Linked DNA regions of Macaca mulatta: region 1 is linked to region 2. Evidence: chromatin contacts called from public Hi-C data. All regions are on one chromosome and are shown on one strand. Each heading gives the region's core, a stretch centred on a gene start, on an enhancer-like site or on the middle of the called end of the contact. The rest is flanking DNA. Distances are from core to core; before and after follow the strand shown.

Region 1 (3,645 bases), core at 688-3,187, 210 kb after region 2:
ACTACATTAAGGGAAAATAGACACATTAGCTAGTTTCCTACAGGTTTCTGACAACAACAAAAAAATGTTAACTATCTTTTGTCTAAAACTCTAAATTCCACAAATGTGCCTTGATATTCTCAAGATACCATTAATTGAGAGTATTTAATGTTAAGAATGAGAATATAAAAATAAGTGTACATATTCTCCCAATGTTCTAATGTCCTAATGGGTTGTTGTTTGGGAATTTGTAGTGGGAAACGAGATAGAAAACAGGTACAACGCATTTATTATTGTCCCTGAGATGTGCTCAATTCAGTACAAATACTGATAAAGCCATATAATGTTAATAAATTACTCGAATGATATATTTTCAGTTAAAATGTAATTTCAACTTATGAAAATGACAGAAACAGTTTAATACTGTTTTCATTTAAAACATCACTGATATTTTCATAACAAAAACACTGGCTTTTTATTTTTAAAGAATTATTGGCTCTTGGAAAATGTTCTTGGATTAAATTGAAGAGACTGACCTGACTAAAATGAACAAGATTTGTTTATGAAAATAAAAGTTGGTTTTTTTTAAAAAAACTTGTTTATTATTATCACTAAAAACACTACATTTTGCAAACGAAGCAAGAAGTCTGAATTTACTTATAGAGACTGGATGTAAGAGTTACAATCAGGGGTCCTATAGAATTACTCTTAGCTTCTAATTATTTTAGCTCTTTGTTTCCAGCTCTCCACTGAGATAAAAGAAATTTCTACTAGCCATCAGAGCCTAACTGTCATAGAGTTGAGGAGCAGGCAGTTGTGTCCCAAGGAATTGACCTGTTATTATGCAAGACTGCCTTGCAGAGACTTTTAAAGAACATTAACAGAGATTTTAAAAGTCCCTTTTATGTAATTTGTAATTTGTCTTTAAGATGCTTGTGATTAGATCCGTAATTATCAAACTGGATCATGTCTTCCTGTCTGTAGAATAATTTTGGGCATATACACCCAACGTATGTATATTTTTGAGTTTATAAATTATATTCATGCACTACTGAACTATCGTTATTAATGTTCTAAACAAACAATATAATTTTAAACTGTGACAAACATGGAAAGGAGAATTGATTTTTTTCTCCACACCTTACTGAACTGAGGATGATACAAAGTACAGGTTGGAAAGCTGATGTAGACTGCAGTTTAGTGATACTATTTGTCTGAGCTTTCCTTTTGAAGGTTGAGAGCTCATTCCTGTGTTTTATTGCCCCACAGAGGCTGAAAGAGACCATGCAACTACTGAAATGCTTGTCGACGTCAGTGCTTGTGAAAAGCACACTAAATGACAGGCAAAACCTATCAAATGCATTGTTTACTGCAAATCTTGTACCTTGATATTCTTAAATTGCCATTAATTGAGAATATTTAATGTTAAGAATAGGAAGGAGAATTTAAAATAAGAGGAGTCTACATATTAATGGTGTAATGTTGAGTTCTTAGAAGAACCCAGTTTGGTAATAACTACTTGCTGAAAGATCAAACTTCTAGCACCGGAGAATTATTAACTAAAAGCTACTGAAGTATCTACATGGAACACCACAGAGGCAAAGCATTAACATCAAAGAGTGTAAGAAGAAATTCAACTTCTATTTAGTGAAAGGAAAGGTCTGAAAAGGAAAGAACTCCTTGAGGGATAAAGAATCAGACAATTTTTTCCCTCACTAAGGATAAAGTGGGGAAAAGAGTTAATTAAAACTGAGAAATCATGTTTGGTGGGATATTCCACAAATGCCTCTTAGGAATACAGAATAACAGTAAAAGACAGTAAGAAAGGAAGACATTGTATGATGGCACATAGAGACTGGCATATATGTTTTCCCTTCTATCTGGCCAACTTCTTCACAATGTTTGGTGAGATGCATGCACCTCGAGAGCCTTCACTTCTCCCCCTCCAAATTAGCTTTAACAAGTTAGGTGCCCTTCCTCTGTGGTCCTATTCCTTCTGACACCCTCTGTGTGAGGCTTATTTCAGCAATTGACATGGTGACTGTAATTCTTTGTTTTCTTCTACATCCTGAAATTCAGGAAGTCAGGCACTATATTTTGTTCATCTCATTTCCAGCATTTAATGAAACACCTGCCCTATAGTATCTATTCAACACATGTATAAGGAATAAATTTGTTAACTTGATGAGAAAAAAATAAATATTTCTCAATTTGTAGAGTTCTAATGTATTCATGAGGATCAAAGAGACAATATTGTAAAAGTGGCTTGAGAACTGCTAAATTTTAGATCATGTTAGTTATTTAGAAAGTTAGTCTAAAACTATGTCACTTGAAACTCTTGAAATTCAGAATTTTTTTATTAGGAATGTCACATAGGGACACAAGTCAAAAATAATTTACCCTAAGAATGCTGGGAATATATGCTGAGAAGGGCACTCACCCTTTTTTAGAACTAGAATAAAAAACTCCTTTTAGAAAAATTTGCATGCAGGATAGAATTTAACCTAAAAAACTTCTGCAAACAAGAAAACCCATGACAGAGATAATAACAGTACTTGACAAGGTAGTTTTATATGTTTTAGACCATGCTGAGTCTATGGGACTTATCTTCAGGGAAAAAAAGAAGAGAAAATTATTTTTAAAAGTCAATAATGTGATGCTTGAAAGTTAGCAATGGATTTACTCTTTCTTACTGCCTGAAATATACAAATCTAGATTTTAATACAGAAAGAGAATCTTTGCAAAATGACCCATCACCACTTTTTTCTTTGCTGACTAGTATTATTTAATTTGCTTTTATTCCACTGTTATTTATATAAAAGATTCATAAATCTTTCAATAATGATATTCAATTAAGTAATTGGATTTGCCATGGCTAATCATATGCCCAAGTTTCTGTTATCCTCAAGTTCTGGACATGTTGGGAAAGGGGAGCTGTGTGTGTGTATGTCCATGTATGTGTTTGTGTGTGCTGTGTGTGTAAGAGAGAGATAAAAATGAGAATTAAAAAGGAGCAACGGTTTCCATTACATTTTAAAAACCACATTTTAAAAACTATGTTCCTTATGACAAACTAAAGGAATCCACAGAAACTTGGTAAAAGCAGCAGAGAAGACACTATTCCATATTTGTAAGATGTGGATATGTACATGAAATCAAAGGTAAGTATAATCTTGAACATGTTACTGGAGTTCATAGCATCTGTTGCTTCTTGAATTCTATATACTTTACACCAGTGGTCCTGGTACAACAGTCAGAGCATCACTTTGGAAACTTGCTAAAATGAAAATTCTCAGGCCCAATCCTGGCCCTACTGAATCAGAATCTCTGGGGGAGCTGTGTTTTATACCAAGCTCTCTGGGTAATTCTTAGGCATATTAGGAAAAGAGTGCTTTAACACTCACTGTTTATTAAGTCTTTCTAGGCATATAAAACACAGAATGAGAGCATCAGATCTTTACAGAAACAAATCAAATACATGTCTCCTGGTGCACAAGTGTTTGGTGGACAAAATAAGGTGAAAGTAAAAATCTGGCAAAAAAGAGACAAGACGGTAAACATAGTTAACACAGTAATGCTCTTAATGTGGTATGGAACAATCATTCCTCAGGGATTCCATGTTCTCAAGAGAAAACATGGAATTATTTCACTTAGGAAAACAGACTA
Region 2 (3,676 bases), core at 2-2,501:
AGTCATTTTCTGTTATGACACTATTCTGAGTAAACAGTTTGATAATAATGCAAAAGTTGAAGAAAAAGGAAGTAGAGCACAGCGTAAGTATTCTAAATCTTTCTGACAGGCACATCCTACGTAAGGATCTGTAAAGGTTATCTGTTTTTAACAAATTGAACGCTATATGAGAGTTTTTTCTTCTCTCTAAAAAAAAAAAAAAAAAAAAATTGTTAGCCATCTCACAAGTAAAGATAAACTGAGGACTGGTCAGAACCCATTGCTCCATTTTCTCATTCAGTCATTTGATGCCATCACCCTCAGGAGAAGAAGGAACACTTGAAGCACATGACGGTGGTTTTAATAAATTCAATAAGACTTTATTCCCGGGCACTTAGGATCAACCCTCATGGACTGGACTAGACCATGTTGTTTTTCTGGCATAACACAAAAACCAGAGTCCCTCTACTGGAAGCCACATCTGAACATTAGCCCTTGTCATTTCACCTTTTCAACAGCAAATCAGGACAGACCCAAGCTTAGAGAGAGCTCTCTCAGGCATCCCTGCGGCAGAGAGGCCTTCCTAAGCTCCTAAGCATGGCAGATCCCACAGGTCACATGGGAGGGAACATAAGGACAAAAGCAACCCCAAGAGGCCCCAACATACAAAAGCATCGCTTCCAATTTATTCATTCTTCACACTGCGCTGCCCTCCGCCCAACTCCTAGCACCACGGCCCATCAGTGTTCTTCCCTTTGATACTATTTCTGGTGTGTTGACTAAGCATATGTCATGTTGTATGCAAAACACAGCTTTATTTTTTGCCTCCTGACGCCTTTTAAAATATATCCAGTGGGAGTAATCTTTCTTGGCCCCTGGATTAAGAGCATGTCCCATGCTTTTTCTGCTCATTCTTAGGTAACACAGTTCTACATACATTGGAAGTGGCCAACAGACTAATTTCAAAAAATAAAACTTTCAGTACAAAATATAAATCAAAACTCCTACTTTGATTAAACAGCAAAACCTTCTCCCTTTTCTTGGCTCAGGCTGGCTTCAGGCTAAACCTACAATAGGAGAAAGAGGCACAGATGGATTATTTTGTATTTCTCCCACTTGTACTTTTCTCCCTCCTATCTCCTTCCCTGTTTCCTAGCTAGTTTCTTCTTCTTCCTGAATGGAGTGAAGGGCGGGGTACAAAATGAGAAAGAGCAAAGTATTGAAACTGGATGAGAAATATCTTGCCTGAAATGGTACCAAAGACAGCTTGCAACTCTCTGGGTCTGGCAGAAGTAAGGATGACTCACTTGTAGAAATACCATTGTGGGTTCTTCACAGAGATGCACACTGGGGATTTCTCTCGTAAACTTCCCTTGACTCGGGCAGATGCTTCTCCATGCTGAGTGATCACTTGCAACTCCTTCCTTGGCCCTTAAGTATTAGGTCTTTTCTCCCAAGTTGCTGCTCCCCTATAGGGAGCAATCTTTGGATACAAATGTCCCTGCTGTAGGAGGGCAGGTCCTCGGATGGCCTTTTTCGACCCAGCTCTCCCCTCTGCAACTTGTAGTTCTCAGAACTGTAGAATTTGTTCAGAGTGCATTACCATAAGAAAAAAAGAAACAGGCTAGAATAGCCAGAGCTATGAACCTCTAGAAGAGGATATTCTGCAATACTTGAGCCCAGGGAGCAAGTGATACCCAAGGTGCAAAATACAAGATGATGTGCTTTGGGGGTCCCTTGACTGCAGTACAATATGGGACATGCACGGACAAGACTATTCACACTGGAGAGCTTTCCTGAGCCCTGGGGAACCAGCTCTCCATGGATCCTAGACTATGTTTTTGCTGTCTATCAGTGAATAATAAATTTGCTTTGCCTGACTTGTTGTGAAAGTTCTGCGTCTCACTGTCCTCATGCAAATAGTAGAAAACCTTTGCATCTGCCAGTACATTCCACATCTAGACCACAATAAACAACCATGCATTCCACATCACTTTCAGTAAACCCTGGGGTAAGCAACTCTCCTGGCTTCACAATCAGCACTGACAGCCCATCTAAACACTTTCTATTCATGAAGATACTAAGGTTCTAGTGTTGCGGAACAGGTTCTGGACCATTTTGTGCCTGCAGGGTAGGGTGTATGTTACATCACACATTTTGTGACAATGCTTTAACCAGTTCTATAATTTCCCACAGTAAGTAGTTACGGCTTCCTGGAAATTGTTGAAGTAACATATTGAAGACTGAAACCACTGTGGTATGCAGGCCCTTATGATTTTTATCTCCTTCATGACACACACCAGCATCTTGGGAATAATAGAGGGAGCATCTTAATTTCAGGTCAAATAATATTCACCAAAGTCTACATAGGTTAAATACTTTATAATACTTTTCACAGATCTTCTTCCTCAATAATTTAACCCCCTAACAATCAGAATCTTAAAATAGGGACTTTCAGAATTGTTGTACCTCAAAAATATCTTCTGGTGATTATAGAATGCTTAAAATGCTAACATAAATAGCTCCAAGCCAATGAACACTTCAAAGTAGCCAAGCAAGCCTAAGCACACCAGGTCTCTTGATGATCCACACAGTGCTCAGAGCCAGAGGGCTCCTCCCTGACATCTGACACCAACAGAGGCTGTGATCAGGGAGTAACGTCTGCACGGTTATAAAACAGAGGAGTGATTGCACTCACGTAGCATATTTACCATCACGGATCTAGATGCAGGGTATTGAGCCACATATACACAATGGCAGGGAATCTGTCATCCTAAAATATTAGGAAGAAGAAATTGAAGATTAAAAGAAATACTATATTTTTTCTCGTTGTCATTTTTACAAGAAACCTTAGTTTTCTACAGTCTTTCATCTATAAACTTAAAGAAGCTTGGACTTGGAGAAATCTACTATCAAGCGATAAATAAAATCCTGTTATTTGTAGAAACATGGATGGAACTGAAGGACACTTTATTAAGCAAAATAAGCCAGGCACAGAAAGGCAAACAAATATTATATGTTCTCATTCGTATGAGACAGCTAAAAGAGCTGATCTCATAGAAGCAGAGGGTAGAATGATGGTTACCAGAATCTGGGAAAGGAACTGGGGAGGCGGAGGATAAAGAGGGGCTGGTTAATAGGTACAGAAATACAGTTAAAGAGAATGAATAAGACCTTGTGTTCTGTAGCATAGTAGGGTAGCTAACAATAACATTGTATATTTCAAAATAACTAGAAGAGTGAAACTGGCATGTTCCTAAAACAACAAAATGATAAATGTTTGAGCTGATGGATATCCCAATTACTCTGATTGATCATTACACATTGTATGCTTGTGTCAAAATAACACATGTACCCCCCATAAATACATACAACTCTTCTGTATCCATAAAAATTATTTTAAATTTTTTTAAATAAATAAATCTTTTAAAACATAAATAAAAGAGGGGGAAGCAGAGCAAGATGGCTGAATACAACTATCGAAACAGGGGAAAGCGTCCTAAGAACCAAAAATCAGGTGAGCACTCACAGTACCTGGTTTTAACTTCATATCACTGAAACAGGCACTGAAGAGGCAGATAAAACAATCCTGAATCTCAGATGCGACCCCTTCCTCTCCCTCAGTAGCAGCAGCAGCAGTGTGGTGCGGAGAGCATCTCTGGGCACTGGGGGAAGAGAACACAGCAATTGTGAGGCA

The links. A called contact is a pair of places that touch in the nucleus more often than the background predicts.
Region 1: a contact with region 2 is called in a Hi-C map of cortical neurons, with 6 times the contacts expected there. The contact joins two enhancer-like sites. A contact is called at or near these places in 5 of 14 Hi-C or Micro-C datasets (cortical neurons, fetal cortex germinal zone, fetal cortical plate and 2 more).

What each region holds. Positions count from the first base shown.
Region 1 is chr3:111,564,899-111,568,543 of T2T-MMU8v2.0, forward strand. The region is part of intron 10 of BZW2 (basic leucine zipper and W2 domains 2); the gene reads right to left. Among named protein-coding and RNA genes, the nearest start is that of TSPAN13, 52 kb to the left of the region's middle. Within about 2 kb of position 1,938, at least 6 of the 40 cell types and tissues checked have an H3K27ac peak or open chromatin away from gene starts, as enhancers often do. A contact at or near this core is called in cortical neurons, where this site is marked.
Region 2 is chr3:111,355,695-111,359,370 of T2T-MMU8v2.0, forward strand. No RefSeq gene overlaps it. Among named protein-coding and RNA genes, the nearest start is that of AGR3, 36 kb to the right of the region's middle. Within about 2 kb of position 1,252, at least 7 of the 40 cell types and tissues checked have an H3K27ac peak or open chromatin away from gene starts, as enhancers often do. A contact at or near this core is called in cortical neurons, where this site is marked.